Regions from separate parts of the Hordeum vulgare genome. Here region 2 is linked to region 1. A link is a contact called in public Hi-C data. All regions are on one chromosome and are shown on one strand. Each heading gives the region's core, a stretch centred on a gene start, on an enhancer-like site or on the middle of the called end of the contact. The rest is flanking DNA. Distances are from core to core; before and after follow the strand shown. Region 1 holds the start of LOC123398528 (putative leucine-rich repeat receptor-like serine/threonine-protein kinase At2g24130). Region 2 holds the start of LOC123398001 (AUGMIN subunit 8).

Region 1 (6,208 bases), core at 2,164-4,663:
TAAATTAGACTTTCGATGACGCGGCGTGCGCCGCGCATCTTGGCCGCTAGTTGGTCAACAAACATGCATGGAATACAATGCAAGCAACATACAGTACGTACGTGATACTCAGATTTCTCTTAACCTGTCGCCGCTGATCTTGACACTGGAATAAGACGTGTCAATCCTGAACCGCGTCAAGAAAATCATCAACATGTCGTGCAAGTTTGAGGCGCCCAGCTTCGACATGATGACATTCTTCATATATTCAAAACAAATATTGGATAACCTTTTTTAGCTTATACTGGGATTGACATATGGTATGCTTTTAAAAATAAGTATTTTCCTGATACATCACGGTCTCGTTTTTTAAAGAAGGAAAAAAAGTATCATTTTGCTGACTTTTTCTTAGGGCAACTAACAAGAGTTACCCCTTGCGAGGCTTCCTAACCGTTACTTTTGTGGCTTATGAGCGTGTCGTGATGCGCCCAGCCGCTGTCCGTGTTGCGCATTCCTTGCTTATTCTGAATTTTGTTTTATTTTATTTCTTGCGTTTTTGGTTTTTGCCTGGATTTTTCTAGGTGTTAAGATTTTTTTTTTGCGAACCACATTTGTACTTTTCAGGAAAACAAATATGCTTTGCTTCTCAAAAAGAAAAAGAATATGATTTTTACTTCTAGTGGAAGCACATATTTTCTTTACCGAAAAGCACATATGTGCTTCTTGAAAAGAAAATCTATACATCCACGAGAAGCAAAGATTTACCACGTGAAGCATAACTTTGCTTGTGGCAAAGTAAAAAAAATATTTATGCTCCGACAAGAAATACATATTTGCTTTTTTCGTGCTCCTGAGGAAAATGTGCTTTCACGAGAAGCACATACTCCCTCCGTCCTAAAATAATTGTCTCAACTTTGTACTAGAGCTAGTACAAAATTGTACTAAGCTTAAGACACTTATTTTGAGACGGAGGGAGTATTTGCTTACCTGAGAAGCAAAGTTGTGCTTCTTGAAGAAGTGAAAAATCACATCAGTGCTTTCGAGCTCCAACTTTTTCTTCCTGTTTCCGAGTCTTCTTTATTGTTTTATTTTTTCTTTGTGTTTTTGGTATACTTGTCTCTGATTTTTTTTCAGTATCCGTATTTCCCTTTTTATGAAAATTTGTTTGGTGAAACATATTAATATGGGATCTAGTTTCGAAGACCTCGACACAAAAATTGAACCATAAAAATGGTTCCGGATTTAGACAGATTTAAAAAATAAAATGTTTTGAATAAACAAATTTGCGAGAAAGAAGAAAAAACTTTCAGGTTACAACAAGTGACACAGGGTTGTCAGTGCCTGAGAAGGCGTGTAGTAATATTTGCAAGGAGTAGCTCTTGAGTCTTGACTAGAGATTTTGATTTTTCTACTAGGGGAGTATCATTTTGCGACCCTGTATTGTGTACCGTAACACCCAGTTCCCAACAATTTTTTTTTGAGGCAACAGTTCCCAAGAAATGTACTCCTAAAAGGGAATGCAAATATAAGGCCCAATGGGCTCTGGGTCCAATGGGCTCTGGGCCCAATAGAAACTCTTGGACCACGACGAATCACAGCTGTTGCCTTGCGTCTGCCCCGGCCCCGACATTCCTGTAGCCCGTCTCCCCCAGTCGTGTGTCGTACTGCAATTTCCGCCCCCACTGAAACCCCACGCCATAGAAAAAGAGAGGGGAAGATCCCACTAAAACCCGACGATGGCGGGGAGCACGACAGCCGCGCCGGGCGGCACCATCGGCGCGGGCTAACCGTGGCGCGATCGGAGGCCCTCTTCATGGATTCGTAGCTGTACAGCTTGTGATCTCCTGGTTGTCTTGCCTGCCACCTGCTCGGTGCCCACCACCTGCTCGTGCAAATGCGCGGCAGAGCCCAGCACTTGCACCGCATGTTGATCCTGATGCTGGATACCCTACCTCCGGGATGCTTGCTTACTAGGGTGAAAATGCGCGGCAGAGCCTAGCACTTGCACTGCCTGTTGATCCTGATGCTGGTTACCCAACCTCCGGGATGCTTGCTTACTAGGATCATGTGCATTGCGCAACCTTCTTGGTGGAGATACCTTTCTGAAAACCAGAGATGCTAACCTGGCCCCAGGGGACTGGCATTATTGCGCAAATCAAGCTGAGGCTTGTGCTGGATGATTCAAGGAGCAGGGGCGGCGACTGCGAGCATGCCTGTGATTCGGTATCCAGCTCCTCCTCGCTTGAGGTCGGTCGTGTACAATGTTTTTCCATATCTCGGGAACCTTGTCTGATCAATTACATTTTGAGGCAGAAAATAGAGAGGCCGTGTGCTCTTTCTGATGAAGGCGACGGCAGACCGAAGCCCATTCACCCGGTGCTGGCTACGGATCACTTCAATTAAAAAGGTCAGAATTATGATAGATGGTGGCAAGGCATTTTCTCTGGGCATTGCTAAAAAACAAATCACTGGATCATCTCAATTGGCAATAGTTTAGTTTCGTGAGCTATTGCTAGTGCTCTGCTCTAGAGGCTTCACTGCATATGCTCAGTTTCACCTGATATGAATATTAGGAGGAAAGTGCCCTACTGTACCTATTTACTGTTTGGGATGTGCATATAGGATTATAGGGTATAGATCAATACCGAAACCGCTATTTATCTCTGCTACTTATCTTGGCCTGCTACTTTACATGGGAACGGTGTGAAACTACAAACTGTGTATCATGGAAGATGGAACAGTGCCAGATATCTACGAACTGAACATGTTGTTTGTTCCAAGAGGGAAGCGGCATGGAGCAAACTGAACATCTTGTTTGTTCCACAGGGAAGCATCATGGAGCAAATGAAACACCTCAAGAGTGCCCCACTTGATTTGGTTGAAAGGGCAGTCATGATGCACCTAACTAATCATTTAATAACAGCCTTAGGCATGTAGGCCTATCTTCCTATCCTGCATCGCGAAAGTGCTAATCATTCTTTGACATTGTTTTTGGTTACCTATGTAGTATAAACAAGGTCTCATAGGTTAAGCTTTCTGGCCTACCCCTAGCTCGTGCATAGCAGCATAGGTCACACACTCACACTTGTAGGCTGAACTTTACTGGTACTAAAAATCTGCAATGCACAATGTTGCATCATGGGCCAGACCGTTGAAAAGTTTGTTCATGAATCACATGCCTGGGTTGTGAAAAATGTGGCTGTTCTGTGAAACCATTGAGAGATGGCGTGTGCATGATAGACGCCCCGCTAGTCTGCTAGTCTCTGGTGGATGTTAGCCTGAAACCAGGTAATTGAGATGACCCAGCTTATGTGTGGTTACGTGAGTAGAATTTCTGTTTGTACTTCCAGTTGACATGTATGACCGCACATATGTGCAGCTGCTCGGCATGGAGGCATGGATTGATGCACACAACCAATAACCAGGTCAGTTTTATCATGCTGAACTTACTCCGGATCTTTCTGTCAGATGGATGTTCGGTTGGCAATTGATACACACACTTGCCTAACTAGAGTAGTGTTCAGATTAACTAACTGGGTTAACGGTAGAAGAGGACATTCTACGCGAGAGATTTTCTTGGCAAGCATCACAACATACAGTGTTCCCCGGGACAGATAACCCCAGCCTACTGGCGCGAGTGCGGCATGTCCGAAGAAAATCTACGGCCATTACAACCTCGTTCCTACTGCACGCGCGTGCGCGCTGCCGAAGTGGAAGTGCCCAGCCATCTCCGGTCGCTTTCCCACTGCCTGCGCCCGCTTATCGTGCACAGGGCAATCATAGCCGACGCAGAAACAAATCAGCTAGGGGCCATGCCATTACCGCCACTCTCGCCGGTCGCCATCACCTCATTCTCCAATCTCCATCCATCTATTCTCCTTCCCAGTCCTTATTTCCTGCGACCTTCTCCATCCAGCTAGCTAGTAGGGGTGCATCCTTTGCGATCGATCTCTGGTACATCCAGCCTAAGAGTAGTGACCGGAGATGCTACCGCCATGTAGAACCCTTAGCTAGCTCCGAGGTCCGAGCTACCTCCATAGTCCATCACTGGCTGCATGCCTTTCCAGTAAAGCATGAGAGCTCCCATGGCCGTCAGGAGCGCGGCCATTCTCCTCCTCGTCGTCCACATCACGCTCTTCCATGTCGTGGCCGCTGCGGCGGGCGCCGAGCGGCAGGCTGGGACGATCGTCCGGCAGCAGCGTCGGCGGCAAGTGCTGCTGCAGGAGAAGGCCACGCTCCTGGCGTTGAAACGCTCGCTCACCTTGCTGTCGCCGTCGGCTCTGGCCGACTGGAACGAGTCCAACGGCGACGTCTGCGGCCTCACTGGCGTTGCCTGCGACTGGAGGCGGCAGCACGTCATCGGCCTCTCGCTAGGCAACATGAACATCTCTGGCCCCGTGCCTCCGGTCATCGGTAACCTCACGCGCCTCAAGAGCCTCGACATATCTAGCAATTTCCTCGCAGGGCAGATCCCGGCCGAGCTCTCCAACCTCCGCGGTCTGGAAGTCCTCGACCTCGGCCACAACCAGCTAAGCGGCGGCATACCGCCGTCCCTCTCTGAGCTGGCAAGCTTGGCCTACCTCAGCCTCAAGGATAATCACCTCTCAGGCCCTATCCCGGCCGTTCTCTTCAAGAACTGCACCAGTCTAGGTCTGGTCGACTTCGGCAACAACGATCTCTCCGGCGAGATCCCCCTGGAAGCCTCGGAGACCATTCTTGTGCTCAACCTCTACTCCAACAGGCTAACCGGAAGACTCCCACGGTGGCTCGCCAACTGCACGTATCTGTACCTGCTGGATGTGGAGGACAACTCGCTTGCCGACGAGCTCCCCGCCGACATCATAGCGGGCAAGCAGCAGCTCAGGTACCTGCATTTGTCCAACAACTACCGTTTCTCCAGCCACGACGGCAACACCAACCTGGAGCCCTTCTTCGCCGCAGTATCAAACTGCTCGCAGATACTGGAGATAGAGGCCGGTGCTGTGCGGATGGGCGGGTGGCTGCCAAGCCGGCTTGGCTCCTTGCTCCCACCAAACATGTCGCACCTCAACCTGGAGCTCAACGAGATCAAGGGGACGATCCCGGCCAACATCGGCGATGTGATAAACATCACGCTGATGAACCTCTCAAGCAACCAGCTGAACGGGACAGTCCCGGCGTCTATCTGTGCGTTGCCGAAGCTTGAGCGGCTCTCCCTGTCCAACAATGGCCTGACAGGCATGATCCCGGCGTGCATAGGCAACGCGACGAGCCTTGGCGAGCTGGATTTGTCAGGCAATGCGCTGTCGGGAAGCATCCCGAGCGGCATCGGGACTAGGCTTGTCAACCTCTACCTGCAGAACAACCAGCTGTCCGGAGAGATACCAGCAAACCGCCTTGCCGAATGCATCCGCTTGCTGCACCTTGACCTCTCAAACAACAGCTTGACGGGGGAGGTACCAGACATGGTCTCTGGCACCGACATTATATATCTGAACCTGTCGCACAACCAGATCAGAGGTGAGTTGCCGCGGGGGCTCAGCGACATGCAGCAGGCGCAGGCGATTGACCTGTCCTGGAACAACTTCAGTGGCACGATCTCTCCGCAGCTCGGGCTCTGCCGTGAGCTGGAGGTCCTCGACCTGTCGCACAACTTGCTCACGGGCGTCCTACCATCGTCTCTCGAGCTCCTCAAGGACCTCAAAAACCTGGACGTCTCCAACAACTCACTGACCGGCGAGATCCCTGCAAACCTGACGAAATGCACCAGCCTGAAACATTTCAACCTGTCGTACAATGACTTCGTCGGCCATGTGCCGACCACCGGTGTCTTTGCGGACTTCACCTTTCTCTCCTACATTGGCAACCCACGGCTCTGCGGCTCGGTGGTGAGGCGCAACTGCCAAAGGCACCGCTCATGGTACCAGTCCCGGAAGTATCTGGTAGTGATGTGTGTCTGCGCCGCCGTGCTGGCATTCGTGCTGACAATCTTCTGTGTGGTCAGTGCCTGGAAGATCCGGGATTGGCTAGCTGCAGTGCGGGACGACATGTTCAGGGGCCGACGCAGCGGAGGCTCGTCACCGGTGATGAAGTACAAGTTCCCGCGGATCACACACCAGGAGCTGCTTGAGGCGACGGAGGAGTTCAGCGAAGACCGGCTCGTTGGAACGGGCAGCTACGGCCGCGTGTACCGCGGCACGCTACGGGATGGCACCATGGTTGCCGTGAAGGTGCTGCAGCTCCAATCAGG
Region 2 (6,208 bases), core at 1,704-4,203, 210 kb before region 1:
GTGTTGAAGGTCTTGTCCTCGATGGACTCTGAAAAGCCCTAGAAGCAGAGGATGCGGCTGACAAGACCTTGTTTGGTGATGATGAGCGATGAAGAACAGGAACAGGCAAAGTGGTTGTCCTGCTTGGACGGCTCACATATTTAGATCTTTCCGTTGTCTGTGAATAAACATCACTGACAGAATCTAACTGTTCACCTTTTCTTTTTGCATGAATAGCCAGTCTCCTTGCCACGTCATCCAGTGATTGATTCAACCTTTTACCCGCATCTTCAGAAGCAGAAATCTTCCTCGGTGAAAGCCCTCTAGAAGTATTTGCCAAAGGGACTGGTCTGCTAGATTTGTCAGAAAGATCAGTATTCGACATAAGATTGGAAGGGCCACGCCCACTTGTCATGGCTGGCCAACGGTTTTGCTCAGTTGTCCTCTTAGGTAGATCTTCTGAAGGTCGAGAATTCTCACATTGTTCAGTAATTCTCTTCCTTCTCAGAGGGCTCCTTTTCCTCTCAGTCGGAACACTCGCCTGTCCCTTGATATGATCTAAAGATGGGCTGGAGACCACCTTATCTCTTTTATTACCAAGGGCGGCCGCAGACTCCAACTGGTAGGAGGGAGACAGGTTCCGCATTGCTGGCCACAAGCCATGTGGGGACCTTTCATTTGCTATACACCTAGAACTCTTATTTACCTCTTTGACAGTATCACGGACTGGTGTAATGGACCTTGATGTTGGGGTGGAAGGTGTTGACACCTTAGAAGAAGGGGTTGAAGGTGTTGAGGGCCTTCTTCTGTCTGCAGATTGCGCCCTATTGGGCACTGGTGTACCATTAGTTGTTGAGGCCCGGCCAAGACTAGGAGATGTACATCGCCTTGTCGCAGTAGCACCCTGACCAGTCTTGTACCTGGATGCAACATCTCTCACCCGGCTTAAAGAAGAAGCATTGTGCTTCTCAGACGGAACTAGTGGTGGTCTTCGAGTTTCTTCAACAAGAGCAGCTTTTTGCACAGTGCTCTTATGAACATCCATGAAGAATAGTAATTTCTAGAACCAACCACATCAATGTGTCTCTCATGAAATTAGCTCCCTGCAGGCTCTATTGCAATGCTTCAGTGGCCCAGATCTGCAGAAGGTCCGCACACAGACATCAAATAATAAGACTAGGCCAAATGAAGAAAATCATTCAATTAGATTCACTTGAAACAAGCAAGAAAAATTATCCAGACACACAAAAACCAAGAAAATACAGCGTCAACATGTTTAAGCGAATGTACCAAAGCGATCCTGAAACTGCAAGTAACCGAATAGCATACCCCGCTTCCAGTACAAAACTTGCAGTAGCTGTTCCCTCAACCCTCTCACGTAGATGTCATGGTTGGACCAGGGAGGGAGAAGTTATATAATGGAGGCTCCTAAGCAAGGTAGGGAGGAAGGTGGCATTTATAAACGCACTGTTCACAGACTAAAAATATAAAATAGAAGATGTTTTTTGTGCAAATTGCTGCTGCTATGTAACATGAGGCATTCGAGCAAGGACGAAGCCAATAAACAAAACTATTTGCGGAGATTCGGAGGGTTTTGGGACAGACAGGGAAATCCACATCATCACATGCATGTGAGGCGAATCTCTTGCCTAGCAGATTAACAATCTCCCATCAGAAGCGGCATTGGAAACAAGAGACCTTTTATTAAGGTGCCACTCATGAACCAGGAACATGCATCGAGATTTTGTAATCTTCGATACAAACGACAGAAAAACAAAGCCGCAGGACAGGGCACATGCCGATAGAACCAATAGGATTCACTTGAAATTGCCGGGAATTTTCCTCGACTGAATCGACTGACTGATGAAAAGTAAGAAGTATGACACGTTGCTTTCATTGTTGGCTCTACATTGGATAATTCTTGATGGCTTGCTCGAAGAATTCACCCACCGAGAGTGAATCAAGCACAAATTGCATGAGTACATTTCCTTTGGGTCACTGGAGGAGCTAAGTGTGTCTGGATTGCTGCTACTAGGAGACAAGATGTGTCAAGTCACCTAGCACGATTAATTAATAGCGGTAAAAAATTGCAGCGGGGACTAATCAAGCATCGAAATCACCAAAGAGTCGAGGCTCGAGAGTACGTAGCCTTAGTAAAAAATTAATTTCTCCAGCTGTGCTAGAACGAGGACCAGGTGAAACAAACGGAAGACACAAATTTCTCAGGACTCACCAACGCCCACAGAATCCGCAGCGGGGAACCCAACCCGCGCGCGCACCAGCATCAGCGTCCATTCGAGAAGAACGTCGACGAACCCGAGACAAGACAAAGGCAAGCATAGCGGCGTCGCCGATGTTCTGTCAGTACAAACCGACGGATTCGGGGCGCGTCCAGATCATCCGAGCTGTGCAGTCTCCTCGCAAACATCGCCCGTCGTTTCCATTGACAGATTGAACCCAACCCTCGATCGCACAGCCCAGCACCCCCTCCCTCTCCCCAACTACCAAAGAAACAAACACCTGGCGCGCGCCTCTGCCCAGGGAGGCACCCCCCCCCCCCCCCCCCCTCCTCAATCAAATTGAAGAGCAGCACAGCACAAGACCAAAAAACATCTCCCGCACACAGGCGGCCGAAGCATACCAACAGCGCCTCGCAGCGACGATCCCTAAACTCCCCAGCTCCGAAACCGGCCAGATAAGCGCCAGGAGGCTCACCTCGAGAGCACCGGCGGCGACAGCTCGGAGACCAGACGCCGCCGCCTCCTGCTCCCCTTGCTCCTCGGGGCGGCTCCGGGTCGGGCCGAGCGCGGCCTCCAGGAGCGCCAGACGGCGGGCGCGGCGCTCGCGGACCTGCCACGACTGGCCTGGCGTGGGTTTTTGCTTGCTTCCGCAGAGGCAAAGCAGAGGGGGGAGGAGGAGGGGGTGGGAGCGAGGGCAGGGCGGAGGGAGGGAGGTTACGGGTGGTAGATGGGTTCGCGCGGCGGGGGCGGGATTAAGGGGGAGTGCGTAGTTAAGGAAGACCAGACCAAACGGCTCTCGCCCTTTATTAATCACGGCGAGGTTACGGTGGGGTGCGTCCGTCCGTCCGTCCGTGCGCTGCGCTGCGCTGGCTCGTGGAGTCCATACGTACAGTATCCATACCATACGCTGATGGATGGTATGGTATGGTATGGTATGATGATGATGGTGATAATGGGTATTGGACCTTATCTACGGGTCGTCCCCCGCTCGCCCTTTCCTGCGTGTAGACGCAACGTGTGGGTGCGAAACGCAATCATCCAAGCCCGTAGTTCGTGCCTACTTCTTTTCTTCTTCTTCTCGAATACGTACCTCATCATCACCGAACTTGCCGGTTGCATTTGTAGTGGGTAGATGGTGGAGGTGGTAGAAACCTGGGACGTCCTTGTCGGTTTAATTGACCTCCGATTTCCATTGCAGAAAGTGGAAGGGGGAATAAAACGGAAGCAACAATCCGGGGGAAAGAGAGGAAGTTGAACTCCCCAGCTAGCTCGTCTCTTTGGACCAAACACGCAAAAGGCTACGTCAATGCCGCCGATAAGCCTTGTTGGTTGACCAAACCCATTAGAAAAACGCATGCTTTCTGGAGTACTACTTTTCTTGTTGCGACTGCTTCGGTTTTGTTAACATCGGTTGAACGCTTCCGGTCCCAAAAGGTTGTGCTACTTCCTTTTCTTTTCTTTTACGGAGTCAATTGTAGTTGAGACAATGTATACGAGGTAATATGGCGAAAATGGGAACCATAGTATAAATTAATATTCTCACCTCTTTATGTTCAAAATAAATAGTCCTCTACCTCATATATAAATACATGTTTATTCCCGGTGATCAACGAGAACGATGTATCATTAGATTTGAAAATTGTAAAACATGTTTTCTAACAAAAATGTTTTCAATCAATCAACAACAAAAACACTAGAGACACTTCCACTCAATCGGGATGATTTCTCGTGCAGTCCGTCGCCTTTATGATCAAATGGCTTGCATCAACCTCTACTCATAGCCCTCTTTTGCAAGTTGGCCCTGTTGCAATCTTTTGAATGCAACAAAGGGTTTGTTGCAAACCGACCACGTCCCTCACATGTGTCGCATTCTCATTTTTTTCGTCAGAAACAATCTTATCCCACCCAAAACATCTAGATAATTTCGTCTTCTTTGAAAATCACTCTCATACTCTCCTTTGTTTCCGTCGAAAGAATGCCACTGCCTACATCATTTTATTCTCCCTCATGACACTTCATGTGGTAGGACATTGATACGTCTTGAATGTATCTGTAAGTTTTTATTATTTCATGTTATTTTATTATCAATCTTAGATACTCCATCGGTTCTAAATATAAGTCTTTTATAGATTTCACTATGGACACCGTAGCAAAATGTGTATAAAGTCCGTAGTGGAATCTCTAAAAAGACTTATATTTAGGAAAGGGGGTACTTTTTATGTAATTTTATATTACTTTTGAAAACTAACCTATTAATGCAGTGCTTGGTGTCAGTTGATGTTTTCTATCTATTTTTGCTTCTACACAGAAACTAATACCAAACGGAGTCCAAACGATGTGAATCATTTTGATGATTTTTTGGACCAAAATACACCCTAGAAGCTTTGGGGGAGGATCAGAAGACCTACGAGGAGACCAAAAGACAACAAGGCGCGCCCAGGGGGTGGGCGCCCCTCATGTCTTGTGTACCCCTTGTGGCTCCGTGTGACCTAATTTCAACACTATAAATTCTCAAATATTCCAAAACCCCTAAAGAGCCACTTGAAATATTTTTAGTCGCCCCAAGTCTCTCTTGTTCCATGATCCCAATCGAGACATTTTCTTGCACTCCGTCGGAGGGGGAATCGATCATGAAGGGCTTCTACATCAATCTTGTTGCCTTTTCCGATGATGTGTGAGTAGTCTATCATAGACCTACGAGTCCATAGTGATTAGCTAGATGGTTGCTTATCTCTCTCTTTGATCTTCAATTCCATGTTCTCTTCAGAGATCTATTCGACGTAATCTTCGTTTACGGTGTGTTTGTTGGGATCCTATGGATTGTTGGTTTATAATTAGATTATTCATTAAAATTGATTGATTTTTTTGAATTCTTAATGGAATAATTTCTGAATTATTTTATGTGCGATTTATATAGCTATGTAATGCTTTCTGATCCATGGATTTTCTTTGGCCAAATTGATCTATCGATCTTTAGTGAAACTGGTGCATATTAGATGGTTCAATCTTGCGGTGTCCTCACCCAGTGACAAAAGGGGTAGCAAGGCACGTATTGTATTTTTGCTAATAAGGATAAAATGGTGGGGTTTAATCATATTGATTGGTTTAATTCTGTCTACATTATGTCATCTTGCTTAAAGTGTTACTTTGTTCGTATGAACTTAATTATCATAGATGCACGCAAGAGTCGGTTGATTAGTGGGTTAATAGTAGTAGATGCAGGTTGGAGACGGTCTACTTGTCATGGATGTAATGCATGTATAGTTGAGCATGCCATAAATAACATCTTATCTATGCACATTTCTATTAATTGTCCAACAGTAATTTGTTTACCCACCGTATTGTTGGAAATATGCCCTAGAGGCAATAATAAATTGGTTATTATTATATTTCCTTGTTCATAATAATTGTTTATTATCCATGCTACAATTGTATTGATTGGAACTCAAATACATGTGTGGATACATAGACAACAAATGATCCCTAGTGAGCCTCTAGTTGACTAGCTCGTTGATCAAAGATGGTCAACGTTTTCTGGTCATAGACAAGTGTTGTCACTTGTTAACGGGATCACATCATTAGGAGAATGATATGATGGACAAGACCCAAACTATGAACGTAGCATATGATCGTGTTAGTTTATTGCTACTGTTTTCTGCATGTCAATGTATGTGTTCCTATGACCATGAGATTATGCAACTCCCGGACACCGGAGGAATACCTTGTGTGTATCAAATATCGCAACGTAACTGGGTGACTATAAAGGTGCTCTACAGGTATATCCGAAGGTGTTTCTTGGCTTGGCATGGATCAAGACTGTGATTTGTCACTCCATGTGACGGAGAGGTATCCCGGGGCCCATTCGGTAATATAACATCACAACAAGCCTTGCAAGCAATGTGACTAAGGAGTTAGTCACAGGATCTTGTATTACGGAACGAGTAAACAGACTTGTCAGTAACTAGATTGAACTAGGTATGGAGATACCA

What was found. A called contact is a pair of places that touch in the nucleus more often than the background predicts.
Region 2: a Hi-C map of seedling shows a contact between it and region 1, with 4 times the contacts expected there. The contact joins the promoter of LOC123398001 here to the promoter of LOC123398528 in region 1. A contact is called at or near these places in 4 of 6 Hi-C or Micro-C datasets (leaf and seedling) and 1 of 1 datasets of contacts at active chromatin or transcription factors (embryo).

What each region holds. Positions count from the first base shown.
Region 1 is chr5H:441,697,936-441,704,143 of MorexV3_pseudomolecules_assembly, reverse strand. It overlaps LOC123398528 (putative leucine-rich repeat receptor-like serine/threonine-protein kinase At2g24130), which reads left to right and starts at 3,413. Exons shown (of 3, transcript XM_045092993.1): 1 at 3,413-5,878; 2 at 5,963-6,208. The coding sequence starts at 4,053.
Region 2 is chr5H:441,906,018-441,912,225 of MorexV3_pseudomolecules_assembly, reverse strand. LOC123398001 (AUGMIN subunit 8) reads right to left here and starts at 2,953. Exons shown (of 7, transcript XM_045092510.1): 1 at 2,695-2,953; 2 at 1-1,118. The coding sequence starts at 1,024.